2 separate regions of the Mus musculus genome follow, and region 1 is linked to region 2. The links are chromatin contacts, called in public Hi-C maps. All regions are on one chromosome and are shown on one strand. Each heading gives the region's core, a stretch centred on a gene start, on an enhancer-like site or on the middle of the called end of the contact. The rest is flanking DNA. Distances are from core to core; before and after follow the strand shown.

The links. Hi-C and Micro-C count contacts between places; a contact is called where the count stands out from the background.
Region 1: a contact with region 2 is called in a Hi-C map of uterus, with 2.7 times the contacts expected there. The contact joins two enhancer-like sites. A contact is called at or near these places in 5 of 484 Hi-C or Micro-C datasets (cerebellar granule neurons, embryonic stem cells, lens fibers and 2 more), 1 of 115 datasets of contacts at active chromatin or transcription factors (stem cell-derived neural progenitor cells) and 1 of 9 other capture datasets (embryonic stem cells).

What each region holds. Positions count from the first base shown.
Region 1 is chr8:116,369,488-116,376,352 of GRCm38.p6, forward strand. No RefSeq gene overlaps it. Among named protein-coding and RNA genes, the nearest start is that of Gm31278, 20 kb to the left of the region's middle. Within about 2 kb of position 3,769, at least 48 of the 459 cell types and tissues checked have an H3K27ac peak or open chromatin away from gene starts, as enhancers often do. A contact at or near this core is called in uterus, where this site is marked.
Region 2 is chr8:116,141,481-116,148,462 of GRCm38.p6, forward strand. No RefSeq gene overlaps it. Among named protein-coding and RNA genes, the nearest start is that of Gm31225, 46 kb to the right of the region's middle. Within about 2 kb of position 2,896, at least 66 of the 459 cell types and tissues checked have an H3K27ac peak or open chromatin away from gene starts, as enhancers often do. A contact at or near this core is called in uterus, where this site is marked.

The DNA of each region.
Region 1 (6,865 bases), core at 2,519-5,018, 230 kb after region 2:
GACCATACTAAGTAATGGAGGCAACACCAAAGAATTGACTGACACCCAGAGGTCACTCCTAGGCTCAGCCATTTAATCAAAGGATCCCCTTTCAGGACTGAAGACAACAGAGTCCTTGCTGGCCTCCAGGGTAACAGGGGGCATTGTTGAGCCAGGAGACTAAATCCTTAAGCCACACATTTGTGTTCTGGTTCTTAAGGCAGAAGATGGGGACAAATCACAAACTCTGGTTTCTCATAGAGCAGAGTCACACAGCAAGATGCAAATGATGTGTCCCCTGACGCCCCACCCCGAGCCTCACCAAAAGACACAGCATTTAGGTAATAGAATGGAGTTCTTTTAGCCCAAGAGCCCTAAGCATGCACCCAGGGGAGGTTTCTGCATGAGTAAGTAGGTGTGTGTGTGTGTGTGTGTGTGTGTGTGTCCCAGAGCACAACTGCTGGTGTCACTCACCAGGAGCCATCCACTTTGTCATTTGGGATAAGTTTCCTCACTGGCCAGGAGTTAGCCAGGTAATCCTAGGCTAGCTTACTACCTACCAAGTCCCAAGGGTCTGTCACTCTTTCCAGAGCTCGTATGGTTGCCCACAGAGGACGGAGCATGGTTTCTCAAGTTGTACGGCAAGCACTTCACCAACTAAGCCTTCTCGGAGGCTCCCCAGTGTGATTCTGAGATAGGGTTTCCAGTAAAGGTTGGCACCCTTAGTGCCCTACTATAGACCCTAGGAAATCAGCTCAGACCTTCTTTGAAGCCAGGTGCCAAGCCGGAATAGGACCGCCGAGGGGATTGCTCCATCGTATCTACCTAACTTTGCATTCCTCTCCAACCTAAGGGTTCCAGAACATCTGTCCTTGATTTTTTAAAGATGTTTGCTTTTCAAAGAATATACGTGTGTGAGAATACTTTATAAACTGTATCGTGCTCAGATTTTTTTTTTCTTCCACCAAGAGAAGAGCAAGGAGCACGGGAGAAGCAGATTCTTTTCAAAACCAATTTTGCACATTTGCGAGAACATTTCTGTTTCCATTGGAGTTGACTAAAGGACCTTTTCACATTAAAACTTGGGAGTCATTCCTATACTCAGAGAAAGGTGTTCCTGCCGAGTGAGGGGGAACCACACATCCAGGCCAGAAGCTGAACTCCTGGGTCATGACTAATGCCCCACTCTGCAATCCCCTCACTCATTTAGCCCCACAAGCAAGTGTCTGCAACTTGTAACCATATGACAACATCTAATTTTGCTATCTTAGAGGCAGAGCCTGAATGATTTAAACTCCCAGACCTTGGTCTTTTGAGGAGGTAGGTGCATCTATTCTGCTGGGGGATCCAGACCAGGCTAGACTTATGTGAAACCCCCTTTGTAAAAACAAAAAAAACCAAAAAGATCCAACGGTGTTAGTTCCTTTAGGTCTTTGGTTGTTTTTTCTCTAAATAAGGCCACCCGGCTGCAAGCTATATGACAGCAGAAACCTTCCTCTTTCCTCTCATCACTCCCCAGGATCTAGCCTGACAACACATAGTGGGTATTTTATTGGTTGGATTGATGAGTCCTCTGTCCATCTCTGATACCCCACAGCACTGCACATAGCTTTCAGTTAGACTTAAGTGCACTATGCTGGAGACTGTCTCATCTTGCCCATTATAAAACAAGGAGAGGAGAGACAGGGCAGTACCTACCACATTCTATAGTCTCCAAAATACAACCCAAAGCCCAGAACACATTTGCTGACCTCAGGTTCCCCAGGAAAAAAATCCTTGCACTACTTCCGATTTGATTTTTCAATCGTTTCAAGTCATCCCACACACATCAAGATCAGAAGAATGATAATTTCTCATTCCTTGCTGGGCTCATGGCTTTCCCCAAGCAGGACACCTCTGTGGAAGGGCCCCTCCCCTGTCTTCTGACCCTATTCTAAGACATAGACCAGGCAGACCCTGGGGCACAGAAGCCATGGCGGTCAGGGTTACGTTTTCTACTTCATCTGTAAAGTTCATTCACTGTGGCTTTAGCTATGTGTGACCTGTGGGGCAAGTTCAGCTGGAACTGAGCTGGGAGGTGGGGGAGGGTCTGCTTCCTCTAACTGGAGGGGATACCAGAAGAGTCAGAATACCCAAATGTCGCCTCCTCTGTGGTGGGTGAGATGGCTGTGGGTATTTTTAAATGATGGTTTTGTTCTCATCCCTAAGCTATTCTTTTTATTCCAGGGGATGGACTGTTGACCCAATCACAGAACACAAGCACAATGCATAAAATTGTCTCTCCACCCATTCCCCTTCAGAGGGACCCAGCCATTATGTAAAGAGGCACAAAAGGTTTAATTGGGGCCTAAAATTCCAGGGCAAGGCCGAGTGGGCTGGAAAGTTTAAAAGTGGGATGGTGGGGAAATGTGCTAGGAGGTTTCTGTCCTTTTCTCCGTAATGGTATTTCTTTTTTCTAGGAGAGAAAAGGAGTCTTCTAGATAAGGCCTGCTGGAGGGTTTCCAGAAGAGATAGCTACAAGAAAGATAAGTTCCGACAACTCCGAGGTTTCTGCAGAACCGCTGGCAAAGGGGAGTTCCAACATGCATCAACCCCCTGTAACATACTGTTTACCTGTTCTCCCACCCCACCCCCGCCAGATCATGCCCCCTCCCCCCCAACGGCGGATATGTTGAGGTTCTGTGATGCCAGGGCCAGTTTCCAAAGAAAAACACATCAGAGTTCTATCCAGAGAGCCTGCGGTGCCAATCAGATGCGCCACAAGAAAAACTAACAGAAACTCAAACCGGAAGGGAGTGATGGAAACCTATCAGCAGAAGGTCAATGAGGGCACTGAGAGGCAGGTCTGGGGAGTTAGAGCCAGTGCTAGCCCAATGGATTGACCAATGAGTGTTTCAAACACTAGCGGTGGGGGTTGGGGAGGGGGCGCCTCCAAACCTCAGGATGACAGGTACCCAAGGAAGGGAGTGGAGTCGCAAAAGCAGCTGGTGTAGTGAATTACTTCTCACAGGGGTAGAGGGGCGGCTCAGCTCCTGTATGTTTCAATTTTGAAAAAGGAAAAACAAGACACACTGATAGGCAGAGATGCAACGCATTACAGCCACCCTCCTAGATCTCTGGTTCAGCAACACACACACACACACACACACACACACACACACACACACACACCAGCCCTAGATGTCTGATGTTGCTGCCTCGGGTTTGAGGGACCCTGGAGGTGAGAATCTGACTCAGAACCTAAGCTCCTGCGCATGCACTCTGAGATCCAGAAAGAGCTGGGAGGAACAGAAGCCCTGCTGTTTAGGAGGCCTGTGCCAAGAAGAGAGAACACAAGCCAAGACTGGCCAGAGCCCATTCTGCTGAATCATGGTAAGTACAAAAGGGAGGATTTTAGATGAAAGTGGAAGCAAGACTATTCGGGAAGAGGAAAAGGACCAGTGGGAGGGGGAGGGGAGACTAACTAGAGAAGGTGGGGGGGGGGGGTTCAAAAGTACATTGTATACATATATCAAAATGGCCAACAGAGTGAGTTCCAGGACAGCCAGGGCTACACAGAGAAACCCTGCGTCGAAAAAAACAAAAACAAAAACAAAAAAGATGTCGTAATGAAACTTGATGATTTTGTAATGCATATATGATGGTAAGAAAGGGGACTAAAGAAAGACTTAAATTTTGAAAACAAGGCTGGAGAGATGGCAGTACTGTTAAGACTGGTTACTGCCCCTGCTGGAGACCTGAGTTCAGGTCCCCACCTACACTGGATGGCTCACAGCCACTTGTTAACTACAGCGCCAGGAACCCTGACACCCTCTTCTGGCCATCTTGGGCATTGTGCTTACACACACAATACCAACCCCTGCCCCCTTACGGAAATGAATAAATACAGTGAAATCTTTAAATCTGAAAACAAAAACTGAGGAAACTCCCGGTATCCTTGAGTTATGCCTGAAACTCAGAAGTTAAAAAGAAAAAAGAAAAAAAAAAGAATTTAAAAACCAATCTAGCCTCAGCCATCCTTGGATAAAAATATAAATGATCGTTACCAAGTTTTCCTTATTTTTTGCGATCTTACTCTCTCTTTCCATTATGGGACTAGTTTTTTAAAAGTCTAGTTGAGATTAGAATGCCTCAGGAGGCTAGGCGTGGTACCACATGCCTGTAAGTCCTGCACTTGAAAGGTAGAGGCAAGAGGAGAGCTACAACTTCACATTCAGCCTGGTGTACATATTTCATGGCAGCCCACCGATAATTATAACTAAGACCCTATTGCAAAGAGCCAAAAATCAGGCTGGGGAGAAAGGGAGAAAGCTCTGTCAAGAAGTGCCTTCTGTACAAGCAGGAGGATCCGAGTTCAAATCCTCAGCCCAGATGTAAAAAGCAGAAGTAGGCAGGTGTGTCTATAACTCAAGTGCTGGCAGAAGGAGGACAGAGTACATCTCGGATGCCAATACTGGGGTAGAGCAGAGACAGGCAGATCCCTACGACATGGGTCAGCCAGTCTAGCCTAAGCAGGTTCAATGGAAGACCCTGCCTCAAAACAATAAGGTGTAAATCAATAAAGGAAGACATTTGAACTTGACATCTGGCTTCTACATGCACACAGATATATGTACATGAAGACACACGCTGCCAAAATGAGATTCCAGCACATGGGAAGGCAGGATGACCAGGAGTTCAAGGTCACTGTTGGCCACATAGGGATTTGAAGGCTGGCCAGAGCTTCATAAGACTCTGCCTCAAGACATAAAAAAAAAAAAGAAAATGTCCCCGCGAAGTCAGCCCATCCTGTTCCGCCTGTCGCCCTGGGTATATTGATGCCCATTTCCATGAACCTACGCATGCTGTCATTACGATGCGCTTACATGTATAGATGGAATGCACGTCACAGCCACACGCACAGCCTGGGGGTCATTAGCACTTGGAGAACAAGGAGCTTGCAGTATAAAGTCAGGGTAAATCAGACTGCAAATAGAATCTTGAAAACAGGTACCCAACCTTACCAGCTGAGTTCCAAAAGCCCCATCCTATGCAAGCTGACTCTGGTCTTTAAAAATATAAATAGGAACCTTCTAGACTGAAAAGAAAACGTAATGTATAAATGACTCTGCCATGGCCCATAACCACCATTAATAAATGATAATTGACCTTACAATTCTGGAACTACCTTTGTTTCCCTCATATCCCTAGACAGTTATCCAGCAATAGTGACAGGTCTTATATTATGTGTCTGCCCCATTCCACAGACTTGGTTAAGTCTTGGGATAAAGTAGGAAGGATGTCTCCCTACTATATAGAATGACTCTGTTTCAAGGTGACCATCTGAAACTCTCAGAGGTAGTGGAATGAAGGACCCCCACTGTGTTGAATTGTCTGCAGGAGGCCACTAGTGGTACACAGGTAGGCACAGCAGGCCTGCTAAACCAGGCTGTAAAGAGCATCCTTTATCCTGAGCTGGAAGAAGGGCTCTGGTGACCTCTCACAAGAAACTGCCCTGCAGGGAGAGAACTCCGGCCACTGTCCCACCCTGAGGAGCTGCTTGCCTTTTCTATCACCCCGACCCACCTCAGTTGCCCCTGGTTACTCAGCTGCTGTCTCGGCTTAGGAAACACAGAAAAGCCTCTTCCAGCCACTTCTACTACATTCAGGAGGTAAGGGAAGTCTTAGGTGTGTCCTCCTCCTACGCAGATGCTCAGCTGTATGAAACCAGGATGCTTGCTGGCCCTACAGAGATACAGCTCAGAGGCACTCTCCTTGGGTTTCTGCCATTGTGAGCTAGCAACTACCTCAGGAGCTGAAGAAAGCCAAAATGATGTCTTATCCTTCCATCAAATTCATCTACTGACTCCCAACCATGATACGCCTTCTAGAAATGAGGTCAATTGAAAGTGGCCAGGCTTGGATGAGTCTTAAGGATAGAAATGGGTCCATGGCAGGACGAGGAGAACATGCCTTGTCTCTGCACACCCATAAGGAGTGGGTGCAGAAAGACAGCCCTTACCACAATCCATCTGTGGCATTCTGACCTAGGGCTCTGGCTTCTCCAACTGTAAGAAATTGGGGCTGGTTGTTTACTCTCTGGCAATTTGTTAGAAGATCCAAGTTATAATGAAAAACACCACTCCGTATAAAAATTTCGTTAAGAAAAACAAACACAAAAAGACCCAGTTATCCTCCGGGACTATGTGTGAAGGTGGCCAGTGGATGCCTGAAAGCAAGCCATGCAAACACACTCACACACACACACACACACACACACACACACACACACACGCTCACACACAGAGGGAGGGGAGCCTTTCTATAAATAATATCTAAGATAAAGTTCTATCTACAAATTAAGCACAGAGATTAGCCACAGTGACTAATCCTAAAATAGGTCATCTCTATTGCATTTTTTAAGTTACGTCACCACGGACTTTCTTTCCTTGTATGTATAAGATCCATATATCACAGCCGTACCCAACAAAGAATGAATTCAATCCTGAGTGGGATGACGTGGGATGGTGTGAGATTTCATCACAGCATTCAGAACAGCACACAATTTAAAAGTTATGAATTGTTTATTTCTGGAATTTTCCATTTAACATTTTCAGACTGTGGTTGCCCACGGGTAATTGAAGCCACAGAAAGTGAAGCCACAGATAAGGCAGGGGGTGGGGTGGGGGTAGAGGGTGGCCACTGTGTTCTGCCACAGAGACAGTGCTTCACAGGGCACCATAAGCAAGAGCCATCTGGCCCAGTCTCAACCTCAGCTCCTCCCTGCAAGTCGCCCCAGCAAGTTCCTAAGCTCTTCTGGACCTGTCCCCTGCCTAGAAAACCCAGGTGGCCATCCGAGAGGCTTGTAGTTAAAAGCACTGAAAAATAGGTACGGACATTTGATTTA
Region 2 (6,982 bases), core at 1,646-4,145:
TTTCAAGTTGAAATACACAGTTGGTTTATAGGTGAAACGTGATGTTGATAAGTACTGGAGATTATCTGGCACGGATCCCATGCCCCAGCTCTGCTCCTTACTTTCTGAACCCTGCCCTCTTAGCTGGGACCTTGACTCTGACAAGCTACACGGTTCCTTGTAATAGACATCATTTGTCCTTTTGAACCACCTGCTCCCCACAAACACTGCAGAGAAAAACCATATTCTGAGAGACCTAGCGTCAGCAGCCTGAGTTTTGGTTCCCCTCCTTCACATTAGCATCAAAACAAGCAAAAAACAAAACAACCCAAATAAACAACCCCCCCCCCCGTCATTCCAGAGACCCAAAGCAGTCCTCATCTCAAGGGACATGGATGCCAAGCCTAGTAATAAGGGACTGAATTTGGCATCTACCCTTGACCAAGAGGTTTTTTTTCCCACCCCTCCCAGATGTTCAGGGAGAAAGAAAAGTTCTAGGGAGTGGTTCCTTGTGGACATGGGGATACACAGTGGCCCTTATATGCCTGGTGGGCAAGCTATGGGTATTTCTCCTGCTTATCCAAGATGGTGAAACCAGAGGGTTTAAAACAAAGACACTCTTCCTAAAAACATTCTGTGTGAGATAAAGTAGTAAAACTGAAAACACCTGAACTGAATCTCTAACTGCCCAAGATCCATCAATCTATCTATCTATCCATGTGTATATCCATCCAGTCAGCCTTCTACCAACCTTCAGTCTATCCATCTCTCAATATGGCCATCTACCCATCCATCCATCCATCCATCCATCCATCCATCCATCCATCCATCTATCCATCCATCCACTCATCCATCCATTCTTCCACTCAACCAATGGCTCATACCCATCTATCCATCCATCCATCCATCCATCCATCCATCCATGAATCCATCCATGGAGACTTACTGAGCTTATTTTAGTAGCTGGGATTTCACAGTGAGCCCAACAGACACAATGTCTGCCTCTCCACATTCTTGGTTGCAGAGGGTCATTTGAGTAATTAAGAAGCTGATAGCACCACAGGAATGATATAAGAGGAGTTCAAGGTACAGAGAGAGAGAGAGAGAGAGAGAGAGAGAGAGAGAGAGAGAGAGAGAGAGAGAGAGAGAGAGAGAGAGAGAGAGAGAGAGAGAAAGAGAGAGAGAGAGAGAGAGAGAGAGAGAACAGGCAACATACACATAGCTCAGTCTTGGACTCACTGGTCACAGTTTCTCCTTCTCTCTCCCCCTTCTTTCCAAGAAGAATCGACCTTGTAAAAGAATCATGGCACTGGGCAGGTTGGGAGAGTGGAAAGAAAAGAAGATTCAAATATTCACTGAGCACAGACTGCATACCAGACATGGGTCATGGTGCCTGCCACTTAACAGACATCCCTTCGATTAGTGTTCACAGGATGCAAGAGAACAGAGGCCCAGTGTAATTAAGCTGCTCACCCAGGGGCTCAAAGATGGTCCAGGCTTTCTCTGATTCTAGTTCCCTACATCTTTGCTTTCTTCCAAGAGTTCCCTCTTCCATGCCTCTTGTGAGTACGTACTACAAGAGGGAAGGTCAAGAGGCAGGGACAAAATTCTCAGAGCTTGGGGCAGAGGATAAACAAAGAGGCCTTTGATTCTTCTTGTCCATCAGAGACAAGGTCTGGGAATAGCTCAGCTACGGGTGGCCTCAGGGGTCATAGAGCCCCAGTGTAGCCACCTCACTCTAGTCCAAAGCATACAGTCTTCCTGCAGTGTTGACTCCCTCTGACTCAGACATCTGAGACTCCAGGACAGATCCCTGAGGTAGGCCTGATTCTAAGCCCCTTCTAACCCTCAAGGTTCCCTAAGACAAGGAAAGTGTTACCTAAGGGCCTATACACTCACAGACACACACACAGATACACATACATACCACAAACACACACATACTACACACACCACAAACACACACATACACACACACAACACATACACCACAAACACACACACTACTCACACACATACACACACCACACACACACCCCACAAACACACACATAAACACACATACCATACACACCACAAACACACATACACACACACAATACACACACCGCAAGCACACATACCACTCATACACATACACACATCCCACATCACACACACTCCACAAACATATACATATTATACACACCACAAACACACACATACATATGCACACTACACACACCACAAACACACACACATGCCACTCATATACACACACCCTGCTCCACACACAGACATAAACACACACACACACACACACACACACACACACACATGCACACACGCACACACACACATACTGTGCAGTGTGAGAATCAAAGTCCCTAGGGACTTTGTCAGCTCTCAGCTCTTACTTATCCACACCCTGACTGTGGAATGGAACGTTCCTGGAGATGGGGTCAGAGGGTACAGAGTGAGGCCTTCACCTGAACCTGGAGGGGCTGAAAGCTGCTTCCATCCGAGCTCTGCTGGGATTTCCTTTACACTGCCCCAGCTCTGGGTCTCTTTTCTCACTATTTTTACTCATGTAAATGTGGCTCAGATCCCTGCCAACACGCTCCGCGTGTAATGTTGTTTAATAACTCCAGCCACCTCCATGAAATATTCATTATTCTCCTCTCCGTTGGAGTGTTCACCCAGGTTCCCAGAAATTTCTCTAGCTCTTGTTTTCAAGACAGCCCCCTAGCAGGAGAGCCCTGCGGGAGGGCCTGGACTCCCCATCTGAGGCTGACTGAGGAACTTGGGGTGCCTCCAGAGATTAAGGCCAAGGGCTCACCTTTGCTGGTTTCTCAGGGTAGAACCTACAGGGCTCCAAACAGTGTGCAGGAGCAGGATGAGTCAGCCCCCACTCCAGGGAAGGGAGCAACCTTTCGTTTTCAGATGAGCATCCGGCTTACTCAGCTGCAGTAGGCAGGCATCAGGACTTGGCTTCTGACACCTAGGCAAAGAGCGCCGCCTGTTGAATGCTGGCAATATGTGTTTCCTCCAGAGCTCCGGGCTGGACCCTGGGCTTCCTGCAGGGTCTCCTGAGCCCCCTCCAGTCAAAAAGGGGAAAGCAGGTTGCTCTCCACTGTATAGATTTTTTTGCTGACCATGCATGAAATAAGGCTAAAGCCCTGGATAGATTTTGCAAGCTAGAGAAAAAGGAGTCTACTTGTGATAGCCTATCAGATGATTAGGGATTCTCTATCTCTCTTTCTGTCTCCCCTCTCCCCTCTTTCTTCTTCCTGTCTTTCCTCCTATATATCTCTCTGTCTCTCTGTCTCTCTCTCTCTCCATAAGAGACATCCCACACTCTCTGTGGGTACCATTGGAGTTAATTTATTGAAGTAGGGTTAAAAAAACAAAGAAAAGAGTGACCACATGCGCAAGAGAGTCAACCTAGCATCCCAAAGTGGACCCATCTGAAGCATCCGCCTATGGATGAAAACCTTGAAAGAAAACCTCCCACACAGCCAGTCATGCCTCCAAGGGAAACTAAACCATGTCCTGCCATCTCTCCCCTCAGGTCACTCCTACCACCTCCACCTGTCAGTGGGCAACATACACATGGAACCATCCATTGGACATCGTGTTCCTGTGCCCTGAAGTCTACTTCCTATGATGCACTCCTTCTGGCACTGTTATGAACCACACTTCTCATAAATGGGGGGAGAGGGGCAAGATCATATAACTGGGGACAAGAGACATGTTGCAAACCACTGAATTCGTCCTTGGCATTTTTGTAATCAAATAAGGATTAGCAAAAAGTCAGTCATCAGCCAGAGGGTACACAGCAGGGATACCCTTGTATCAGAAGACAAGGTTCCTTCAGTGCCTGCCACAGAGTACAGAGGACTCAGCACCTGACCAGGACCTAAAATGTGGTTACCACGTATCATGCCACAGAATCCCCGGAGCAAGCTTTTCACTACGATCCTTGATGTACATCCCTGTTTGCTGGCATCTCCATTACTTAGCACAGCAATTTTACACTGTGTTCTCATCCCAAAAGAAAAAAAACATGGAAATCATGGGGCTGGAGAGATGACTCAAAGTGTGAGAGTGATTTCAGGGCCATCAGGAGGTCTTGAGTTCAGGTCCCAAGACATAAATGAAGAACCAAAGTGTGGCACCACATACACCTACAACCCCAGTGTTGCTGGGGACAGGGGCTTTGCTGACCTAGCTGAGCTCTAGATTCAGTGAGAGATCTTATTAGGAACAAAGGAATAAGGTAAAGAATGATAGAGGCTCTTCTCTGGCCTCTGCTTGCCTATGTAGGTGTATGCATGCACATAGACAAGAGGATACATGTACATACACACACACACACACACACACTGAAATAACTTATCAAGCTCTGATTCTCTCACTGCATATGATGGAGCTCAGTAAGATGAAATATGGAAGATTTCATAGTACCGGTTCCTTATAGAATATCCCATGATAGAAGGCATCTATTGGTCACACACCTGGGTTTTAGAACTAGATGGGCCAGGATTGCATGTTCACCCCTAGCACTTAGGAATGTTGTTGGTTTGAATGTGAAGTGTCCCGAAAGGCTAACATATTTGAACAGTTGGTTCCAGGTAGTAAAGCCAATTGAGAAGGTTATAGAACCGTTAGGAGGCACAGTCACTATGGGAAGTCAGTCACTGGGACCTGCTAGTTTTCTCTCTCTGTTCCTGAGTGTATATGAAATGTGACCAGCCAGCTTCTGGCTACTGCCACTGTGCCATCCCTGCCTGATGCCATGTGACCCACCCTGATGAACTGTATCCCCTGGAACTGTAAGCCAAAAGTAAACCCTTTCTCCTTTAAGTTGCTTTGCCGGGTTGCTTTTATCACAGCACCAGGAAACTAACTAATGTAGTTGCCTTTAGATCAATGGCTTTCAACCTGTGGGCCAAAAGTGCCAGCCTGGGTTCAAGTCTCAGATATCCTGCATATCAAATATTTACATTACAACTTGCAACAGTAGCAAAATTACAGTTGTGAAGCATCAATGAAATGATGTTATGGTTGGGCGTCAGCATAGCATGAAGAACTGTGTTCAAGGGTCACAGCGCCAGGCAGGTTGCGAATCACTGCTTTATATGATCTTGCTCAACCTCAGTTTTCTACGCTGTGAACACAGCAGATTGTAACCAAATTCTGCATTAGTGAGGTGAGACATAACTATTTAGCAAGCATCCTGTGACAACCCGTTATTACTATCATGTCTGTGGTTGCAAGCATGTCCACAAAGAGATGACTGACTAACTTGATGCAGCTCACTTCCCTCCAAGAGACATCATCATGCAGACAGAGCACTGGTAGATGAGAATGTTCAGAAAGGGAGAAACCAAATCTCCCTCGAGGAGCTGGATGAGAGCTTCCAGGTCATGTGTCTCTGTGCATACCACAGCATTCTGGTGCCTTAGGGCCCAGTTTATAGCCCCCGGCCCAGGGATAAACCTCCTCCAGCACTCTAGAGACAGTGAGTGACTTATTTGCATGAGAACCCCTGACCACCTTTGTTAGAGACAGCCCAGCTTTCCAGTTACCATCTGGAGGTGCCCCAGCCTTTTCTTCAAGCTCGGGGAGGCATGGTGAAACCCAGGTTGTCATGCAGCAGCCTTTGTGTGCTGGCTGGAGGCACCATAGCCTCTTCCCTACTGACTGGAATACAGATGAGAAGATTAATATTCCCCATGACTCCTCCCACTGCAGGTGACCACTATGACCTGAGACTTTACAGTCTAAGCTTTGTACCCAGCACCGTTGACAGTAACACCGAGAATCTTGTTTATAGACATTCTGTTCTAGGAGTCTACTCACTGGATGCTTCCTTGTGCGGATCCTTCTCAGCTGATTAACAGTGGGTGTCAATACCAGTCCTAGTGTCCACACTGGAGAATCACAGACTCGGACACAGTCTACTCCATAGTGGATGTCAGAGTGTTAGCAACCAAGCATCTCTACTGTCTACCCCAGGGACCCAGTGACAGCAGGATACATCATCACTAGCTGCCAAAATGCCACACATTCCCACTGTCACCACATCCTCCCACTGGGCATTTGCCACACCCCCTTTAAAAGGCCAGTCCTTCCTCTTCCTGCTTTTTTCTTCTCCCCCCCCCACCCTCACCCAGAGACAGCCTCTCTATACCCCTTCCCCAGTAGCCCTCCCATGTGAGACCTGGTGTAACTTTACGGCATCCATCACATAGATCACAACACAGAGTCGTGTGTGTGTGTGTGTGTGTGTGTGTGGGTGTGTGTGTGTGTGTGTGTACATGACATGTACATACCATAGTACAAGTGTAAAGGTCAGGAAATCCTATGACGGAGTTGATTCAATCCTTGGGACCCACATAGCAGAAGGAGAAAGCCAATGTCTGCAAGTTGTCTACTGACACATACACCCTCATTTCTTGCTTGACCATGGTTACCCCCACATGGAACAAACAGTCACACCGAGCCTCCTGGACAAGTTTCTCCAACCAGTTGAATCCAGTCCCCTACTCAAAACCGATGACATCACATCTTTGCAAGATTCAAATGGCTCCCTTGTTTTTTGTAAAGTTTTCTCTGTGCTTCCAGGCATAAAAAGACATCCCCCCCAAAACCCATCCCAATGTTTAGCAATAATAATTATATTGACCATCCTAGTAATCAAGACACATTGAGTCTTATCATGTGCTCAGAGAGCATTCTGAGTATTTACCATGGACTACTCCAGGATTCATTGCTGGGTGGTTAAACGATCAGTTAGCATGTGCATCTGTCCCCACTCCTCAGTTCCAAAGCCATAGCAGAGATGGCGTTGCCTCCTTCTTCCTCTCCTTCCACACCCCTGCCACCCCTAGTCACTAACACAATGCCTGGCACAGAGCACAATGCAATCTGCTCTGTCATGGAGATCATGACCTGCCCTGCACTCATGACTCAGCCAAGCCGATTCAGAGCTGTGTGTGAAGTGACTGCAGAGCTGAGC